Regions from separate parts of the Oryzias latipes genome. Here region 2 is linked to region 1. The links are chromatin contacts, called in public Hi-C maps. All regions are on one chromosome and are shown on one strand. Each heading gives the region's core, a stretch centred on a gene start, on an enhancer-like site or on the middle of the called end of the contact. The rest is flanking DNA. Distances are from core to core; before and after follow the strand shown.

Region 1 (4,850 bases), core at 1,613-4,112:
GATGCATCAGAAAGTTAAAATAACTCGCTCCTTTTTTTTTTTTACTTTGAAAGGAGCAGCTGCTCCTCTGCTCAAAGGTACGGTGACATTTATAAACCTGTCCATGCGCTGGAAACACTGCCACTGGAGGTTTTAATATTCACCTAGCCAGGCTGCAGGGGCAAGCTGAGAACTGCACTAATACAGCTGCTGCTTCTTTTGGCTTTTTCTTACCCTCCACTTGGGCTTCAAAGAATATCTGTGGTTGCCAGGCTTGATGATAGTTGATAACCTACAACTTTTCCAGGTTTCAAGACTCGTAGGAAAATGAATGTACAAAATGCTTCCTTCAGTAAAAACTTGCATTTTCTTTTCCTCACCCTACAGTGCCTTTCATCAAGATTTATAGGTAAGAACAGCTTTTTAACAGATCAGTGATCTCCATTATGGCCAATTCTGCTCCTCGCTGTAGAAAAACTAAAGTACACTGTCAAGTTTTATATATATATAGACCAGTTTTACAAATCTTCCTCTCTGCCTTTAGGGGCTTTACTGTCTACAGCATTTTATACCTTTTTTCCTTAAACCCTCTGCGCTTATAGCACTGGACTTTTTCCTTAAAAAACACAAATAGAAGAGTAGTGGAGGGCAGAAAAAGCAGCTGAAGAAGAACCCCTGCTGCGGGGACACTGAAAGCAACGGATGTCAGCGAGGAGAAGCACAATAAACATTGGGGAAATAAGATCTTGAAGGAAGTCAAGAATCTTCCAGGTGTTGGAGATAAAAGCCTTTCCTCTCACTCCATGAATGAGTACCCAAAAAGAAACAAACACTCATACTCAAAGATCACTTCCTTATGAACCAGAAAAAAACATCCAGTGTTTTGAAAAGGTCATTTAATTAGAAAGACGATTCATGTTTAAAGGCCCTCTGCAATGAAAATCCTGTTTTTGGTGTTTTTAACATCATCTTGGGGCATTTTTCTGATGATAGAGGACATCTATAAAGAAAATTAGTACAGGGGGTGGGCCACAAGCTCCCAGTCCCGAGCTCTCAGCTACAAGAAGGGGAAGGGGGGCGGGGTTGCTCTGCGCCAATCGTCCTGCCTACAACGATCAGGCAAATTTCTAGTGAACTAGAGTACTGACACTATACAGAAACTATATCCTAGAAAATAACACAGATTTATTTTTATTTAGGCTAAAACCGACATAGTGTTTATTAAAAGACCACTGGGATCGCTTTAAAAATAGATTACAAAAGATGATTGGAGTGGGTTTTTCAGCTAAATATTTAGCTTAGTCATTTTCTCCCTTTTTTTTTTAACTCAAAACTCAACAATTCAGTTTTTTGGGGATCAAAACATTACTGGAATATCTTTCAATCACAAACTCATTAAAGTCTGAAAACTACAGATTGTCGTTCCTCCAGGTCATCTTTGTCTTTTAATGGCTTTACAGAAGAGCCTCTTGTTAATGTCTTGGGTTTTTACTGGGCAGCCTGCTCTTTAAATTCTGTTAAATTCAAATGCATGACTTCCTCCAGCTTTAAATGCCTCAGTTCTTTTCTTAAAGGTCACACATTTTAATCAAACCAACAGACTGCAACACAAACTATGTTTTTGACTGGATAAAAGAGATGAGGCATTTCATTGTCTGAATGGAGATAACTCTTTAAACATCAACTTTTAGTTAAGTTGTGACTTCAAGAAATCTCAAACTGCACTCATTTTAAATTTCTCATCTGTTGAGAGTCTGTAAGCATCTTTGTAGCCCCGCTGTTAATTGCACTCATTCACACACACACATGTCTCTGAATTGTCAAGGGGATGTCATTTCTGTCAGATCAGAGAGTTGCAGCATCTTTGACTTGCATTACGCTGCTGTTCAAGTTTCTCTCTTGCGGCTCCCAAGACAAAAATCACCATTCACGGTTCCTTCCTTTCTTTTATTTAAACCTTATTCATAAGTTAAGATCTAGCTTGTTTTTATTTTCTTCAGGAGAAGTTTTGTGTCAAGCTGTCCCCAGCTATCTACATGCATACTCTGACAAAACTCCTGTTTGTGGAAACCTGCCTGTTTGGTTATCAAAGCTTTCAGACTTGAAAGGCTTTTTCTTCCTGTGATTCTAATTTACTCTCTCTGTTATGGCTTACAGCCCTGGTGCTGTAATCAGAGAAACGGAAGGTCTTTGTTCCAAAGAACATAGATTGCCCTCGACATACATTTCAAGCAATCCAAGTGAAGGGTGCACCTTTATTTGTAAATGCAGTTAGCGGAAGAATGCAGTCAACAATCCCTTTTTGACTTTTTGCAAGGAGGTTCTGTGGATAAAAGCCCTCACCTTGAGCATTGCATGATGTTTCTGTCAATCCTGCATCATGAGCAGCAGGCCAAACTTGAAAGTCAGCTCAGTGCTTTCATGATGAGTTACATAAATCCCGCTTCTTTCCTCCCACATGCTGTTGTCATGTCGACTCTGCAAACAACACATCCTGCGTATATCCAACCTGTTCATTTATCGTTTGAGGGATTACATGACCCAATCAATATATTGGAGGGTTTAGATGTAAATAGTACCATGTTCAAATCCTTCACTCAATGCCACCCACCAGCCACAAAGCACAAAAGCAGCTTTGTCTCAGTCTCTACTTGCCTTGCTCTACATGTCCCAAGATGCTTTGTTACTTTGTGTGCACATCTTTTTAAGAGTCCTCCTTTTCTCTCTCCATCTCTCTCTGTCTTTTTCTCCATCCCTCCCTTGCCCTTTCACTTTCCCACTGGTAATTTGTTTTTTTTCTCTGGTGGGATTTGGGATCCCATTCATTGGGAGCACATTGTTCGGCTCTTATCCACTGCGGCGTTTGGGCCCCGAGAGGCAGAATGGGTGACTGTGGGTGCTTTCGTCTCTTCCTCCCTCTCTCTTTCTGCCCCCATCTCTCACCAGCTCACTCCCTGCTTCTTGCCATGCGATGATGTCATGGCTTTTATTTGCTGTGGGGTACCCATTGATTCTCTCTCCTTATTACCCACTCCTCATACTTCCCACTTCTATCCTGCTTTCCTCCAATCCCCAATCCTATACCTTTTATTTTCCTCTTTTCCAGATTTTTTTACGTCTCAAAAGGCACTGGGGGTATTTGTAGATGCTTGGATGTTGTTTTGCACACCCACAGAACATGTTTGACACCTAGATAGGAATGGCATCAGGATCTCAAATCCTACCGCAATTCCTATTTACATATCATTGGTTTAATGTCTCCCTTTATTCCTGTATCACCCATTCCTGTGATTACTATTCATCCCTCACCAGGCTGCTCAGTTCAACACACAGCTTCTGCACTAATCATTAATCCGTTGATAGCATGGTGCCATTCTGCCAGAGCTTATGACGACAGTGGTAAAGGAAATCATTTCAGTTTTTTGTTGTCGTTTATTTTGGAGAAGCTGCTCTGCTTCTTGGCTGAACTGTGGGTGAGAAATCTATTTCAGTTTAGACAAGACGCACTGATTGCAGAAGCATGGAGCCAAATCACATTCATTCATTTCAGAGAAAATTGTTTGATGGGCACAAACGGCTGAAAAAAGATGTGTTTTTATCATCTGGGTTTCCATTTAAATGCTAAATACTAGTAATAATCTAGACCTAATAGAGTACAATGAACAGGTTGTATTCTCTGGGTTTTTGCTTTTTCCTTTTTTTTTGAGTCTGGGAAGTATTTTGTATGCTTACATCACAGTAGATCTAAAACAAATCAAAGGATATGAGCATCAGGCCTCTTCTGTGCTTTGAAAATCTGAATATAATGAGTGGGTTGCAGCTCAGCACAGTTGTCATTCAGCATACAATGATAGAGTGCAGAGTGCTTCCTTTTACTGTATGAACAAATTGTCAGTGTCTTACTGAAAGGCCAGTGTCTTTGAAGTTCCACTGGCATTTGAATGTTATGATAAAAAGTAGCTTCAGGATGACGCATGTTTATCTCCAAGATGGGTGTAACAGTATATAGTATAAAAGCTCGCTGTGTGTCAGTCTGAAAGTACCACAGCCAGCAGACAGCTGGATTGATTACACGCACACAAAGTTAGCACAAAAAGGACGGAAATGTGTGTTTGGTCGAACGTTTCTTGTTATGACCACGTTGGAAAGGAGCATACAGTATAAACCAACTCTGTTACCATTGTATTTTAGAATTGGAAAAGAAGTGAAACGTCTTCAATAATGAAAAATAAACCAAGTCCAGTAGATTCCTTTTTTCCCCCCTACTACTTCAGTTTGCAACAGTAAAAGCTTTATGACTAAGAAGCCTTGCTCAATTATGCGCTATTTCTTTACTGCATATGTGAAATTGACGATCTTCAAATCGGTAAAGCATTGGGAATGCCCCATAAGTTTTTAAAGACCCTCCAATGGTGTTTTTAACATGCTTCTGTGTAGGCCTGCACAATATACCGCAAATTTATCATTATCGCAATATCAAGCTGTGCAATATCCATATCGCAAAAGACAGCAAATTTGCAATAAATGGTTACCTTAGATGTGGCCAAACAATCTTATAGCAGCTTGAAGTGTTTAATGGATTGAAAGAATCCCTTTCTGCATTTGACCAATCAGATGGACCCCTTCACGTTGTCAACTAATCGGATGGCGCCCTATTATGTTGTATGTTCGCCTCCTATGTCAACAAGGGTCATTTGCAGTATAATTTTTAAGCTGTTGTAATGGAATGGGAATAATATTTTTGGTTGTTTTGCTAATTGTTTATATACCGCAAATTATATCGTTATCGCAATATTAATCACTGATATCGCATATCGCAAGTTTTCTTCATATCGTGCAGCCCTAGTTCACATCTATCCAATTGAAATCCA
Region 2 (4,888 bases), core at 2,206-4,705, 230 kb after region 1:
CACCAGATCCAATAATTACAGCTTATACAAGACATCAACATTATAACCCGTCAAACCACCATACAATAATACCACAAAGCCTTTCAAAGACAACTCACATTGGAAGGAAAAAATTTAAATAAATCTTGGGTTACTAAGAGGAGGGACTGAATCATCCCTTCATAACAGCTGGAGCTCACTTTAAGCTAAAAAAAAACAACTCAAAACTGGACTATCAAGATTTATGTTTATTTGGCAATTATTTTGACATGAGTGTAAGGACTGATAAGACCAGTGGTGTTTGCATCACCAGGTATTTTGCAATTAAAACGCTTTACCTCTTTCTCATGTAGGAACGGGGCTATGGACCAAATTTACAGTGAGGTTAAATTTACAAGCACTAACAGTTCACAGAGGAGCAGATGTAAAAGGGAAAGATTCTCCTCCAAAGTATGCTTCAACACTGCCCTCTGGTGGCTCATTGTCTCACTGCATTCCTTTTTGGTTGCAGTCTTATCTTGGTAAAGCAACAAAGAGGTTGTTATTGGCAGTGAGAGCTGAGAGGAAAGGTACACCTTTAACAGGTTATGAAGCCAAAGTAGATTCACACGCAGTCAATCAAAAATTTAGTCCAAACTCATCAGAACATTCTTGTTTTTTAGACTGTGAGAGAAACCAAACCTGTGAAATCCTGCACACAAAGACACTGAGTGGCATGGAAACCATAGAAAACATCTCACTGCTGCTCTTTCTTAAAGTTCAACTAAAATGAACACACTCTTTCAATGGTTTGTTAAAATTCAGAAGGGGTCCCTCATTTATTTTTGACACTATAATTTTTTTATATTCATTTTTATACAAAACGAGACAAGTACACAACAAAGACAAGACTATAAGATAACAAACAGAACAAAAGAAAAAGATAAAACAAAATAAATTTATAAGTTTGTACATTAATTGATGAATATTATTATTACCATTATTTAACTTAAATGTTGTTTTATAAATTCCTAAAAAATTGCAATTTTGCTGTATTTAAAACAAAATCTACCAAGTCAATTCTGAATAAATAAATAAAAGAAGTCACCAGCATGACAAATACTGCAGACTAATAGAATCTTATATTGTAAAAGGAAAACATTTATTAAATATTTTTTTGATTTTTGGTGATTCTGATCAGTAAATTTCACTTCAAGATTCAACAGTAAAACACAAGCAATCATCACCTGATGTATTGTGTTTTTAAGGAACAATTGTGTAAGTATTTCCTGTACAACACAAATTACACTCTGCATTTTACTGCACAGCCAGAGATCTGAAACCAGACAGGGCGATGGAGTGACAGTTGTGTCTGCCCGTGTGCAGGTGTGTGTGGGTGTGTGAGAAAATATGCTTTGCTTTCTTTGACACCTTTCACGCATGTCAGTGCACTTACCTGTGTTCAAAATCCAGGTGCGTGAAAACAACAAATACGGAGGTTTGCACGGTTAAGTTGTAAAGCACAGTCCTTATTACCGCCGTGACCTACTTCCTGACTCAGATATCAACAGTTTTCAGCATCACTTCATGTCGACAACCATCCCCATTGCCACTGACATGTCAGCCATTTTAATTAGTCATGAAGAGTGTCTTTCCTATTTATCTCTGCACGCCTTCAATGAAGTTTGATGCCCTTAACCCCTTAGTCGACTTTACATAGACTAACATTTAAGCTATTGTAGTGGATATTGAGCTGATACATTTATGTAAATTAGGTTGTTCAACAATAAAGTTTGACAGTAACATTCTGATGTTTATCTTCCAAGAATCTTAGCAAATGTTCAATATTTCTTTATTATCACCGTTTTACAATGTTTAAAAAGTGGTAAAACTAACATATATTTATGAAGGAATGTCCAAAGGAGCACAATATACACTAAACTGTTAATAAAAGCCAGTCCACTTGGTCAGAGACAAGTCAAAGCCACTGTACAACAGCGACACCCAGTGGTTACGACTGATATACACCTACTTCAAATACAAAATCTGCATTTAAATTCACGAATGAAATTAGTAAAAAAAAAAAGATAATGTATTTAAAGGATTCACAATCTGTTCTCATAATTTATTGTCTTTTTTACAGATCTAGTGGGTTGAAGATCAGAGCTGCTGAACTCCTGAAATTGGATATTGTGCAGAAAGACAAGGAAGCAAAGTCAAACAATGTTAAAATGGAATGTGGCATTGTCAGCGTTTCACAAAACAGTACCAATACACAGTTTCTTTCTAAAATGACAACAATAATAAAAAAAACTTTTTAGCTTTTTAAAGCTTGAAGTGTAAAACTAAAGCTACATATTAAACAGTCTTTAAAGAAAAGTTTCAAACTGGTCAGGGAAGGAAACATTTAGCGTTTATGAGAAAATTCACAAATAAGGACAAAGACATCCTAAGTGGATGTTTAGTGGCCCATAAATATTTTTCCCAGCCAAAACCCAGTCAGTTTTTGTTTTGTATTTTCATGTTGCATGCTGATAAAGCATTGACAGCATTCGGGACTGAGAGACAGTGGTTGTTCATGACTTTGTCTCTTTAAGGATCAAAGGTTATTTGGGCAACATAGTAAGCAATGCCCTTACCTTTTCTCTCATTTGGATCATAGTCTCTGCCAGATACTGCAGCGTAAAGAATCATTTTTTAAAGTTCTGTTTCTGCTTTATTCTAGTTATTTTGCCTGAAAATAAACATAATAGTATTTATTGTGCAGCTAATCAGCTAAAGTAAATAATTGATTTTTATCATCCAAGCAATTAATAGAATAGTTAAATAAAATATAAAAATAAAGCGGTCAGTGATGTAAATAAAAGCATAAAATATGTTGCCTATTCTAGAAAGTATAATTTTAAAAAGGATTTGTTTCACAGCTATATTTTTTTACTTACTTTTTAAATGTTCAATTCCAAAACAATTCTTGTACAAAAAATAGTTTTTGGATGGCTAAACAATAAAAAAGAAGGGTTTATTTTATTTTATTTTATTTTTTACAAAAACTAAAGAAGAAAATAAACTGCTTCAAGAAAAATTAAATTAATTCTATCTATCTGTCCAAATTAATTCTATCGGTCCATCTATCTATCCATCTATTTATTTATTCATTTATGTGAAGATTGATTGCTTTGATTAATTTCCAATATGCCTGTTACTGCAATATATGTTAAAAGAAAATTAATCAGAGATAATTTGGTGGACCAAGCTGCTGCAAAGCTAATATGTTCAGGTAAACAACAACCTGAAAACATAAATAGGATACGTTATTAATAGTTATATCATCGTTAACAAAATATTTACTTGAGCACTGTTGATTAATTTGCTAACGTTATATTACGGAACTAGTAAATAAACCCCCAAATAAACAGAACAAAGTTTACCAAAAGTTGTTGCCAATCCATTGACCTTTCGTTGTAGTTGTTGAGCTTTCTTCTCTCGACTCCTCTGCACACATACTTCAAAGACCACAATGCATTGCGGCGACACAGTCGTTATCAGGACACATCTTCAACCTAGGGGAAAGCTTCCTCTTTAAAGGCGTTTTATTTAACCTTGTCGAGGAGGTAACCCCTTCCTTGAATTTTTTTAAGTAAAGAGTTTATTGCTTTGATAAATATTGACTTTCCGCTTTTAAATGCATTCCTTCTATCTATTACAGCTAGCTTTGAGGCTAATTTGAGCGCCCTAGTTAGAGCTATTCACTAGCTAACCTAACAGAGAGGACAACGAATCAGCAAAAGGTGGGACGATAAATTCAAGAAGAGCAGCTGACAGGAGTAACACTTATGATATGTCTCGGAGAAACACTACAAAGTAAGTAGCTAATCTGTTCGTCAAGGTTTTCCTTGTGTCAGATCGTGTTGTAGTAAGTAACAAATCATGGCTAGCTAAACTTGAATCGTAAGTTGGTGTCACACCGGGTACATGATGATGTTTAAACATTTGTTTTTAAAACGGTGGCGCTTGTTGTTTCGAGCGCTGCCAACTTTTGTCATAATACGTGGCGTTGGTTGTGTTTTAACGAGCTCGAGTGTGAAATGTTATCACGTGAGTGAGTGGCCACAACACAGGAAACAGAAGTCTTCTATTACAAAAGTCAGGTAGAAATCAGCGGCTTGAGCTCATTTTCTAGGTGTTGGTACTCGGGTGTTTTTATTTATTTATTTTTTATTGTTTTAAATAATATTTACTTTATTTATTTAAAAAAAGTTACTTCTTGTCATGGTAGCTGTTAACACAAATATGCCTAACGCTATTTGTGCTATTGTGCTTCAGACATGTGATATGGATCTAAACGGTTTTTCTGTTGGAGACTAAAAGGAGCTGGCTGGACAAAGAGTATTAAAGATGTTTTCTGGCGCAAAAAAAAAAGACATGTTGCTTAGCAACATGTCTTTTTTGGCTGTTACTTAGCAACTTGCTAAGTAACATTCATTGCTATTCCTGATTAACCCACAGACTCATCCATACCTACTGCCTGCCCCCTTTTGATAACATACGCTAAAAACCTTTTTGTTTTGCTGCTACAGAAGTAAAACTCTGTAAATGTGTATAATGTTCCCCAACAGTAGATCTAAAGTAGAAGGCTTTTTTTTTTTTTTTTACCAACACCACCTTCCTTGTATTATTATTCCTTTGAAAGCCTCCTTTTGTGTTGTTTACCAGTCTGTTCTCTCCCTATCCTGGGTGTTGCCTAGCTTTCAATGCATCCTGACCAGTTTCTGAGAAACCTGGTGTTTCACTTTTATGCAAAAGAGCTCCCACGTCTTACCTCTAAATAGATGTGACACGGCCGTGGCATGCAGCTTGATCTGCAGGCTCAAAAGAGCTTGATGCAACCATAAATTCTTTTTGGGAAGATTTTTGGACAATTTTCCATGTG

The links. Hi-C and Micro-C count contacts between places; a contact is called where the count stands out from the background.
Region 2: a Hi-C map of embryo shows a contact between it and region 1, with 6 times the contacts expected there. The contact joins the promoter of dmxl1 here to the enhancer-like site in region 1. A contact is called at or near these places in 5 of 5 Hi-C or Micro-C datasets (embryo, fibroblasts and gastrula embryo).

What each region holds. Positions count from the first base shown.
Region 1 is chr9:7,098,174-7,103,023 of ASM223467v1, forward strand. The region is part of intron 5 of commd10 (COMM domain-containing protein 10); the gene reads left to right. Among protein-coding and RNA genes, the nearest start is that of commd10, 13 kb to the left of the region's middle. Within about 2 kb of position 2,863, at least 1 of the 8 cell types and tissues checked has an H3K27ac peak or open chromatin away from gene starts, as enhancers often do. A contact at or near this core is called in embryo, where this site is marked.
Region 2 is chr9:7,323,470-7,328,357 of ASM223467v1, forward strand. It overlaps dmxl1 (dmX-like protein 1), which reads left to right and starts at 3,456. Exons shown (of 51, transcript XM_011478945.3): 1 at 3,456-3,569; 2 at 3,665-3,819.